3 separate regions of the Mus musculus genome follow, and all the other regions are linked to region 1. The links are chromatin contacts, called in public Hi-C and promoter capture Hi-C maps. All regions are on one chromosome and are shown on one strand. Each heading gives the region's core, a stretch centred on a gene start, on an enhancer-like site or on the middle of the called end of the contact. The rest is flanking DNA. Distances are from core to core; before and after follow the strand shown.

Region 1 (2,613 bases), core at 64-2,563:
CTCTAAGCATGTTTTCCTCCATGACACCCGCCTTCTCTACTCGTCCTGTCTCTGCTGTGTGGCTGTCTAGCACCACACAGCTCCACAGAAACTGAAATCCTAGGGTATTGCCCACTCTGGGGCTTTTCTTTTAAACTCTAATAAACTGCCCTCAAACTTCCATCTGAGTCCCCATTCTAAAATCCTTTTAGCGAGGAGATTAAGGACCCAAAGAAGGAACCTGCTTTCCCTGGTATCATCTGCAATTACAGTCAAGTATGCCAACATTTCTGATAACATGCAGATCTTGTCTCATCCTTTCCATGAATTATAACACTGTTAGATGGGAGGCAGAGACAGACTATGAACAGTGGCATCCCCAAATTGTAGATAAATCCATTTTTCCATTTTAAGAGTTTTATTATGTTTTCTCTTGATAAGAGGGCTGAGCAGCTGGATACAATGCCACGTCTTTTTTTGGCTGGGGATCCAGCAACAGAGAGCAGGAGGGAAGACTTTGTAGGAACTTGGAGTCATTCTTCAAGGACTCCTGAAATGCTTTTGTAAGGAGACCTGGCAGGGCAAGCAGTTTTTAAGTTAAACAAGATGGAGCACGCCTTTACTCTCAGTCCTCAGGAGGCAGAGGCTGGTGGATCTCTGAGTTCGACAGCCTGGTCCACAGAGTGAGTTTCAGGACAGGCAGGGCCACACAGAGAAACCTGTCTCAGAAAAAGAAAGAGAGAGAGAGAGAGAGAGGGGGGGGGGAAGGGGGAAGGAAAGAAAGAGAGAGAGAGAGATAGAGAGAAAGAAAGAAAGAAAGAAAGAAAGAAAGAAAGAAAGAAAGAAAGAAAGAAAGAAAGAAAGAAAGAAAGAAAGAAAGAAAGAAAGAAAGAAAGAAAGAAAGAAAGAAAGAAAGAAAACCAGCATGGGGACATGGAGTACAAGCGACCCTAACCATCTTAGCCTAGTGATCACAAAAGACTGGGAAAATCTAGTTAGCCACACCTGTTCTTTCTAACAAGTATTAGAGGCTGCATCAGCACAGTTAAGCCTCTGCACGTAGTGGGGTCTTTAAGGGGACCAGCTGCCCAGACTCCACTCACCTGCCAAGCACTGTCTGCTGGTGCTGCCTCCATCCCAGGGCTGCACCATCTGGTACAATGTTCTTATCCAAATGCAGGCTCCACTTGGCCCCGGGCTTCTCCTCCTGCATCAGTTCTTGAAATGTCTGCTCCCAAGTACTGAAGTCATCGGGGAACAGCATTCTCAGAGGTGTGGAAGCTGAGGCCCCGGGTTACTCAGCAGCTCACTGTCTTCCTCAAATCTGGGAGAGAGGAAACAAAGAACAGTTTCAGTTTCCCGGTTCTTTCAGTTTCCATTTCCCGGTCTGTCTTTAAGTTTCGGTTTCCAAGGTGCACAGAAACCTTAGGGCAGCAAATCGCCGCTGCCACTGTGTTAAAGGGCCGTGCTGAAACTGCGGAGTTCTGGTTTGCATTCTAGCGGCTCCTGTGTGGGAAGCTTTTCATTTTGTTTTCTTATAATTTTTACTGTAAACAACGCACCAGTGTGGGGATTGAAATAAAGGAGTGCTTAGTGACTGAGAAAAGGCGCCTGCCCCAGTAGATGCTGGTGGCCCGGAGATCTCAGAACTGTAAGAGGTTGTGTTCCTAATCACCTAGTGACCCTGAAAAAAATCCGCACTGCAAATGTTCCTGGTGTTAAAACAGCACAACAAAATAAATATGAGTATTTTCTTTGAGACACTGAAAAACTTGTATTTTTTTTGTGTTTGCAGCAAATAATTCAACTCCTTTCATCTCCTGCACCTTGGATGCAAATATATTAACATCTTCCCACCTAGTAAAACCTTTTATGCAAAGGCCCTGCTACATTCTGGGACCCTTAAGAGAGTTAAGTGGCTGACCCCATTCTGACTTCCTTTCTTCCTTCCCAAAGGTTCTTTTCACACCAGCTATTCCTTTTTTTTTAATTAATTAATTTATTTATTTTATTACATCCCAAATTCTGCCCCCCTCCCGGTCTTCCTCCCGTCCCAGAGTTCCTCCCACATTCTCCCTCCCCTTCTGAGAAGGAACCTCTGTTTCCCCCACCCACCTTGGTGCATCAAGTCTCTGCAGGATTAGATATATCCTCTCCCACTGAAATCAGACATGGTAGCCCTCTCCTACATATGTGGGGGGGGGGCGCTCCGACCAGCCTCTTTGGTTTACACTAGCTAATCTTTAAACTGTGATGTCAGACCCCAACCAATAGGAAGAAAGACACCATCTCCAACCACATGGAGGCTTCCTGTCCTGGTGTGTTCCCACTCCTGAGAAAACCCTCTTGACCAGGAGTAAGTTTGCCTTGTTCAGACACTAAAATGTGAGTCCTAGTCTCTTTTCTTGTCACACTGAAATTCTTTCTAACTCTGGTATCTTACAAGTGAGCCCACACATCAAGAGCTGGCAAACCTTGTAGCAAAGTTACAGGCAAGTAAGCAGAGGTCAAATTCGAACCTGGGTCTCTATGATTTCAACACCTGCTGTGTCTGCATCCACCTCACTGCCTGGAGAGAAGCCAAGGACACTTGTTATGGGGTGGCACAGGGTGCCAGAGCTAGGGAGACAGTAG
Region 2 (2,613 bases), core at 67-2,566, 230 kb before region 1:
CTTCGTCAACCCACTGGGCTCTATCCACCCCTCAGCCATTCACATCCTTCTCGATGTAGAAACCTTCCTGAATAATGGCTGCCTTTGAAAGCCTTTCCCCCAAAGGCTACCATCAGGAATCACTTCTCTAATTTAAATGATGCCCACAGTGATGTCAAGAAACTGTGGCATGTACTTAGATTATTTGCTTCCTTCTCAATCAGTTGATGAGATGGACTTTTATTACACGTGTGATGAGGTTTACAGCAAACACCCTAAGCTTAGCTTCATGATACGAGCTTTAAGAAAATGTCATCTCCTGTTTTTGCTGCACAATAAATATTTGAGTTGGTAGAATTTAGTAAACAGAAAAAGAATTGGATGTACCCTGAGTACCCAAGGGATGGTAATCTCCTCTGACTTGTGTTTGCCCAGTGCTTAAAAGAATGGAGTTAAAGCCCAGCTTCCAGCTCTGAGGTCCTGAACATACCACTTACTAGCCACGTGATCTTGAATACAGGCTTGTGTAACCCTAGAAATAGTGTCACCTTATTTTTAAAATGGAAATTAAAATCCATGGGAGATGTTACATCAGCTCACATAATCATGTAAAAGCTACATGGATTTGGTTGTCCTGTGAGCTACAAGGTTTGGGCATTTGCTGCGGATTCGATTCTGCTGTTAGTTAGCATAAAAGTCCTTTGAAGTGAATTCACTGTGAAAGTCTTGCTGTGTGTGTGAGTGCTGTCTCTGAGTCCTAGGCTCCAGAAATCTCAGCACCTGCATGGAATAAGCTTTGAAGCCAGTGAGCTGCTGAGAGCTGTGGAGGACACTGTCTGCTGGAAGCTCTCAGTCTGCTGACAGAGACGTGTGCCTACCTGCACACTATTCTGCACAACAGAATAAAGACAGACAGGAGAAGTCTGAAGGCTATGAGGGAGGTGGAGGCAGCACCCAAGCCAGGACTGGAATGTGGACATGAAGAGAAGGACAGACAACCAAGCAAAGGGCATTCCCAGCTAGGAGATTAGGATGGGTTCTTCAGGCCAGGCTTGGGAGATTTCAGAGAAAGGCAGGAGATTTATAAACCTTCACAGTACCGTCCAGACAAAAATGCTGCTAAGTGATGGATGGGATGGCACAGGCTTCAGTTTTCTGTGCTGTTCTTTCTGTTAATCAAAGGTGACATGAAACAGAAGGTGAAAGAACACCCCTCCCCCATGACTCTGGGAAATGACTCAATCTCCTGCACCAACAAATCTTGAGCTCTGTAATAAGAGGTAGGAAGAGCCCAAGGCTGACGGCTGGACAGGGCCCCGAGGAGGGCAGGCTGCATGGCATAGAAGCCACTGGTCGTATGCAGCCAGATGTCCCTCGATTCTGCTGCTCTGTGTTCAGCTTACATCGAGATAACATAGGTCTTTAGAACTCGAATTCCAGTAATGTGAGGTTTTGACAGGAATGCAGATGGTTTCACTGTACGACATTCACCCCGGTGGGCATGCTGACTCCAGCTGCTCTAGGCTAGAATGAGAGCCTTCCTCAGCCACTGACAGGTTGGCCTCAGAGTACAAAGAGCTAATTCCTTGCCTGGGTTGAGCAAACTGTGTGATTGGTGCTCCGACAGGACTATATCAGGCTAAGCCTTTCCCCTACCTTTCTTCTGTTTCTCTTTCTTTCTTTATCCCAAGCAAAGTACAAGTAACAACTCACCGAGACAAGAGCCTGAATCTCCAACTCAACTTCTAGACAGCTTGAGCTGAGTAAGACCTGTTTGAGATGCTAACACTAGCAGCAGCGTGTGGGTTAAACCACAGACAGTGACAGCCTGGTTTCCTGCAGGCTATAGTGACACAACCATCAGCAATTGCTGCCCAGAACCATGTTGCCCTTGCTTTCCCACAAGGCTTGCTGAAGGACTAGCTTAACCACACAAACCCAGTGCAAAGAAATCAACCTCATTTTATAACAGACAGAACTTCTCATGATGCTGAGAAAAGGAATTTGGACACTAATTTTGAACATTTTTCTCAAGTAAGGGAGAGCACCTATTTGTCTGTAGGTGGGTATGTAAAGGCTTTGGTGAGACACATTGTACTCACTGAAGAACCCAAATCTAATTATGCACACACTCGCACATGCATGCACACCCACAAACACCCAGCCTCCTCCAGCTCAACATCCGAGTGCGACACTGATAAATATTTGTGTTTAATGGCACTTATGGGGAGCATTTTGAGTTCTAAACATTAGCTGGTGAGTAATGATTTTACCAAGAGCACAGCGAGGACTTTGCAATCTTGACTATTCCTAGGCTCCTGATGACAGACAATTACTCTATACTGCAGAAAGGAGTTGACAGAAATCCTTTAAAGAGCTCCTTGGGGGACAGTTTCATCAGGGGGAAAAAAAGTAGGAGTAAAGCAAATGAATCCAAGACTGTAAACATTGTATTTTCACTGCCATTCCTTCTGCCTGTGATACCGGAACCTACTACATGGCCTTCTCCTTGCACTGGGGCCCAGCTGCCCCAGGGGCTTAGTTCTTGTTATCCGGGGTCATTGCAATCGAACAGACCTAGGTATAAGTCTCTGGTGTTTGTGAGAACCCTAAGGAGCCTGTAGCTGTCAGCAA
Region 3 (2,613 bases), core at 53-2,552, 160 kb after region 1:
CTTCCCCTTGCTCTAAATAGAGTGGCTTTCCTGAGCCCCATCCCCCTTCTCGCCTCTAAGCATGGGCAGCAGAAGGCAGGCCCTGGCAGGCTCCTCTCTCTCTCTCTCTCTCTCTCTCTCTCTCTCTCTCTCTCTCTCTCACACACACACACACTCACTCTCTCCTTCTCGCTCTCCGCATCCCGCTCTCTGCATCCCAGCTGAGCTTAGGTTGCCATTTCTCTGATTCCTGTCGCTTTGTCTCACCAAACTGAGAACACTGTGTTTGAATAAGTTTTTAGAAACCTTATCCAAGACAAGATTTTTAAACAAACAGAAGCCCAACCCTGAATTTCTGTGTATGAGAATTGTTCTTCATAGAAGACTTTGACCCTCGACCTGTATTGCTGCTGCTAGTTTCCATAAAAATCTCTGGTAAGTGAGGTAGACAGTGAGGAATGAGGGCTTGTGGGTATTAAGCCCAAGGCTCCACACTCAGGGACAACACTTTGCCCCACTACCCCTCTGAGCATGTCACTCTATTCCTACACGCTTGACTACTATTCGAAGAGATGGCCGGGACCCAACAATCAGATACTTCTCAAGGAAGCTGCTACTCTATTTTAGTTCCTGATGAAGACTTTTGATGCAGTTTTGAAACTGCTTGGAGGCAATGCGCCTGCCCCTCCACAGCTCTTGCTGAGCAGTCTGTTATACAGGTCATAGTGACTGCTGCTGTGGCCTGCTGCAGTGAGAAACATATGGGTCATGGCTTCCAGACATTCCTGGTGGAACTGTGACACACATGTGACTTCTATATGGGGATGACCCCTGACAAGTCTATTTTAGAGAGGCATGGAGATAGAAAAAAAGCCCAATTTTGTACATAATTTAAGGAGGGGAACGCCAAGAATCAGCCTAGAGGGTGATGACCTTCAGAAAGTGAGCATTTCTGCAAGTGAGGCCAAGGAAACTCTTCTAAAAAAACAGGAGTCTGCATCCACTCAGATACCACCAGCCCCTCCCATAGTAATGATATTTCCAGAAAACCAGCATTCAACATGAGAACCAACATCTAAACAGGCCTTTCTCCAAAATTCTTCATCCAGAACTAAAATAGCGTATTTATCCTTATCAGAACACCAGCGCTTTAAAAGCTTCAGGTTTCCCATGCAGATACCAACTTCTGGCTGGGCACAATTTATTCTATTTATCCTCCAAATTATGACTTCATCTTGAGAAAAATAACTAAATATACCATGGAACTTGAACCTTGTCCTATAAATGCCTGTGACATGATGTGTACTCAAACCATTCTTACTCATGGTTTGAGTAAGAATGGCCCCCACAGGCTCACATATTTGTATGCTTGGTCACTAGAGAGTGTTGATATTTGAAAAGATCAGATGTCACCGTACAGGAGTGGAGTGGCCTTGTGGAGGAAATGTGCCACTGGAAGTGGGCTTTGAGGTTTTCAAAAGCCCAAACCAGGCTCAGGGGCTCTCTTCCTGCTGCCTGTGGATAAAGATGTAGGAGTTTTGGCCAATTCTCCAGCACCATGTTTGCCTGCATGCCACCATGCTCTTGCCATGATAAAAATGGGCAAAACCTCTGAAACTGTAAGCCAGCCCCATTTAAATGCTTTTTTTTTTTTTTGTAAGAGTTGTGTGGTCACAGCTGTCTCTTCACAGCAATAGAACACTAAGACAGAAATCTAGTTTCTATTATGGTCCAAGAAGCCTGATCACCTAAAACTAGAGACACAGAAGGAAGGTATAGCCATAGAGTCTATCTTGTCTAAATTCATAACCTTATGCCAACCGACTCACTACCTTCACATCCAGCCAGTTCCTAAGCAACTCTAAAATGTGCTGCCCATAAAAAAGCCTGTCTTCCAGGCAACTGAAATCTACCTCCCGAGAAATTAATTTGTATAATGAAAGCTGTGATTTTATACTGCGAGCACTGGTATTAGCAGTGATGATCATGCCTGGGATTCATTAGTCAAAGAAGTTGTTATTCTTATGGGAAACTACACATTCGTTCCAATAAACATCTGCATTGAGTCAAAGAGCTCTGTTTGGCTTGTGGACTTTTTCATGCACTGATGGGTCTGGTAAGTTGTTTACATGTTTCAAAAATTTGTTCTATTCGATTAGGATCAGTGTACCATGAAAAGAGAAAAACTGATGGGAAGGTTGACTTGTAGATTCGAAAGCATGTCTTTGGTTCTATTGATTCATTTTTTCAAAAAAAAAATCACCATTGTCTGCAAATTATCAGGATACCATAAAGTCAATGTCTCAGCACATAAATTATATTTCTCAAATACCACCCACATCCAGATTAGAAAGGGTTTTAAGTTTTGGGTTTGGTTTTGAGTTTGTATGTTCAATGTCTGTCTACCCTGGCATAGTCAACATTCTGGAATATGTACCTTCTTTTTGCTATAAGTTAATCTATTCTACAAAGGCATGACTTAAAAAGCAAGCAAACAAACAAATGAAAAAACAAATAAAAAACCTCCTATCACCTCTAAGATGATTTTCAAACACGAGGTAAGCAAGATATTGAGAGAGGAAATCAGGGTAGCTCCCAATAGAGGCACAGCGAATCTCAGTTTAGAATGGGCTT

What was found. Promoter capture Hi-C pulls out the DNA fragments that hold promoters and counts their contacts. Hi-C and Micro-C count contacts between places; a contact is called where the count stands out from the background.
Region 2: a contact with region 1 is called in a promoter capture Hi-C map of the HPC-7 cell line. The contact joins the enhancer-like site here to the promoter of Rtp4 in region 1. A contact is called at or near these places in 3 of 39 promoter capture datasets (the HPC-7 cell line and cranial neural crest), 1 of 484 Hi-C or Micro-C datasets (the N1E-115 cell line), 3 of 115 datasets of contacts at active chromatin or transcription factors (the SCID.adh cell line, T-cell acute lymphoblastic leukemia and forebrain) and 1 of 9 other capture datasets (liver).
Region 3: a Hi-C map of beige adipocytes shows a contact between it and region 1, with 2.3 times the contacts expected there. The contact joins the enhancer-like site here to the promoter of Rtp4 in region 1. A contact is called at or near these places in 6 of 39 promoter capture datasets (the 3T3-L1 cell line, cranial neural crest, embryonic stem cells and 3 more), 10 of 484 Hi-C or Micro-C datasets (B cells, Sertoli cells, adipose-derived mesenchymal stem cells and 7 more), 1 of 115 datasets of contacts at active chromatin or transcription factors (the SCID.adh cell line) and 3 of 9 other capture datasets (adipose tissue, liver and pancreatic islet).

The regions. Positions count from the first base shown.
Region 1 is chr16:23,608,619-23,611,231 of GRCm38.p6, reverse strand. It overlaps Rtp4 (receptor transporter protein 4), which reads right to left and starts at 1,313. Exons shown (of 2, transcript NM_023386.5): 1 at 1,083-1,313. The coding sequence starts at 1,243.
Region 2 is chr16:23,837,519-23,840,131 of GRCm38.p6, reverse strand. All of the region lies in intron 1 of Gm31430 (a long non-coding RNA gene), which reads left to right. Among named protein-coding and RNA genes, the nearest start is that of Gm31430, 8.1 kb to the left of the region's middle. Within about 2 kb of position 1,316, at least 29 of the 459 cell types and tissues checked have an H3K27ac peak or open chromatin away from gene starts, as enhancers often do. A contact at or near this core is called in the HPC-7 cell line, the N1E-115 cell line and the SCID.adh cell line, where this site is marked.
Region 3 is chr16:23,448,855-23,451,467 of GRCm38.p6, reverse strand. No RefSeq gene overlaps it. Among named protein-coding and RNA genes, the nearest start is that of Rtp1, 21 kb to the right of the region's middle. Within about 2 kb of position 1,302, at least 26 of the 459 cell types and tissues checked have an H3K27ac peak or open chromatin away from gene starts, as enhancers often do. A contact at or near this core is called in beige adipocytes, embryonic fibroblasts and muscle stem cells, where this site is marked.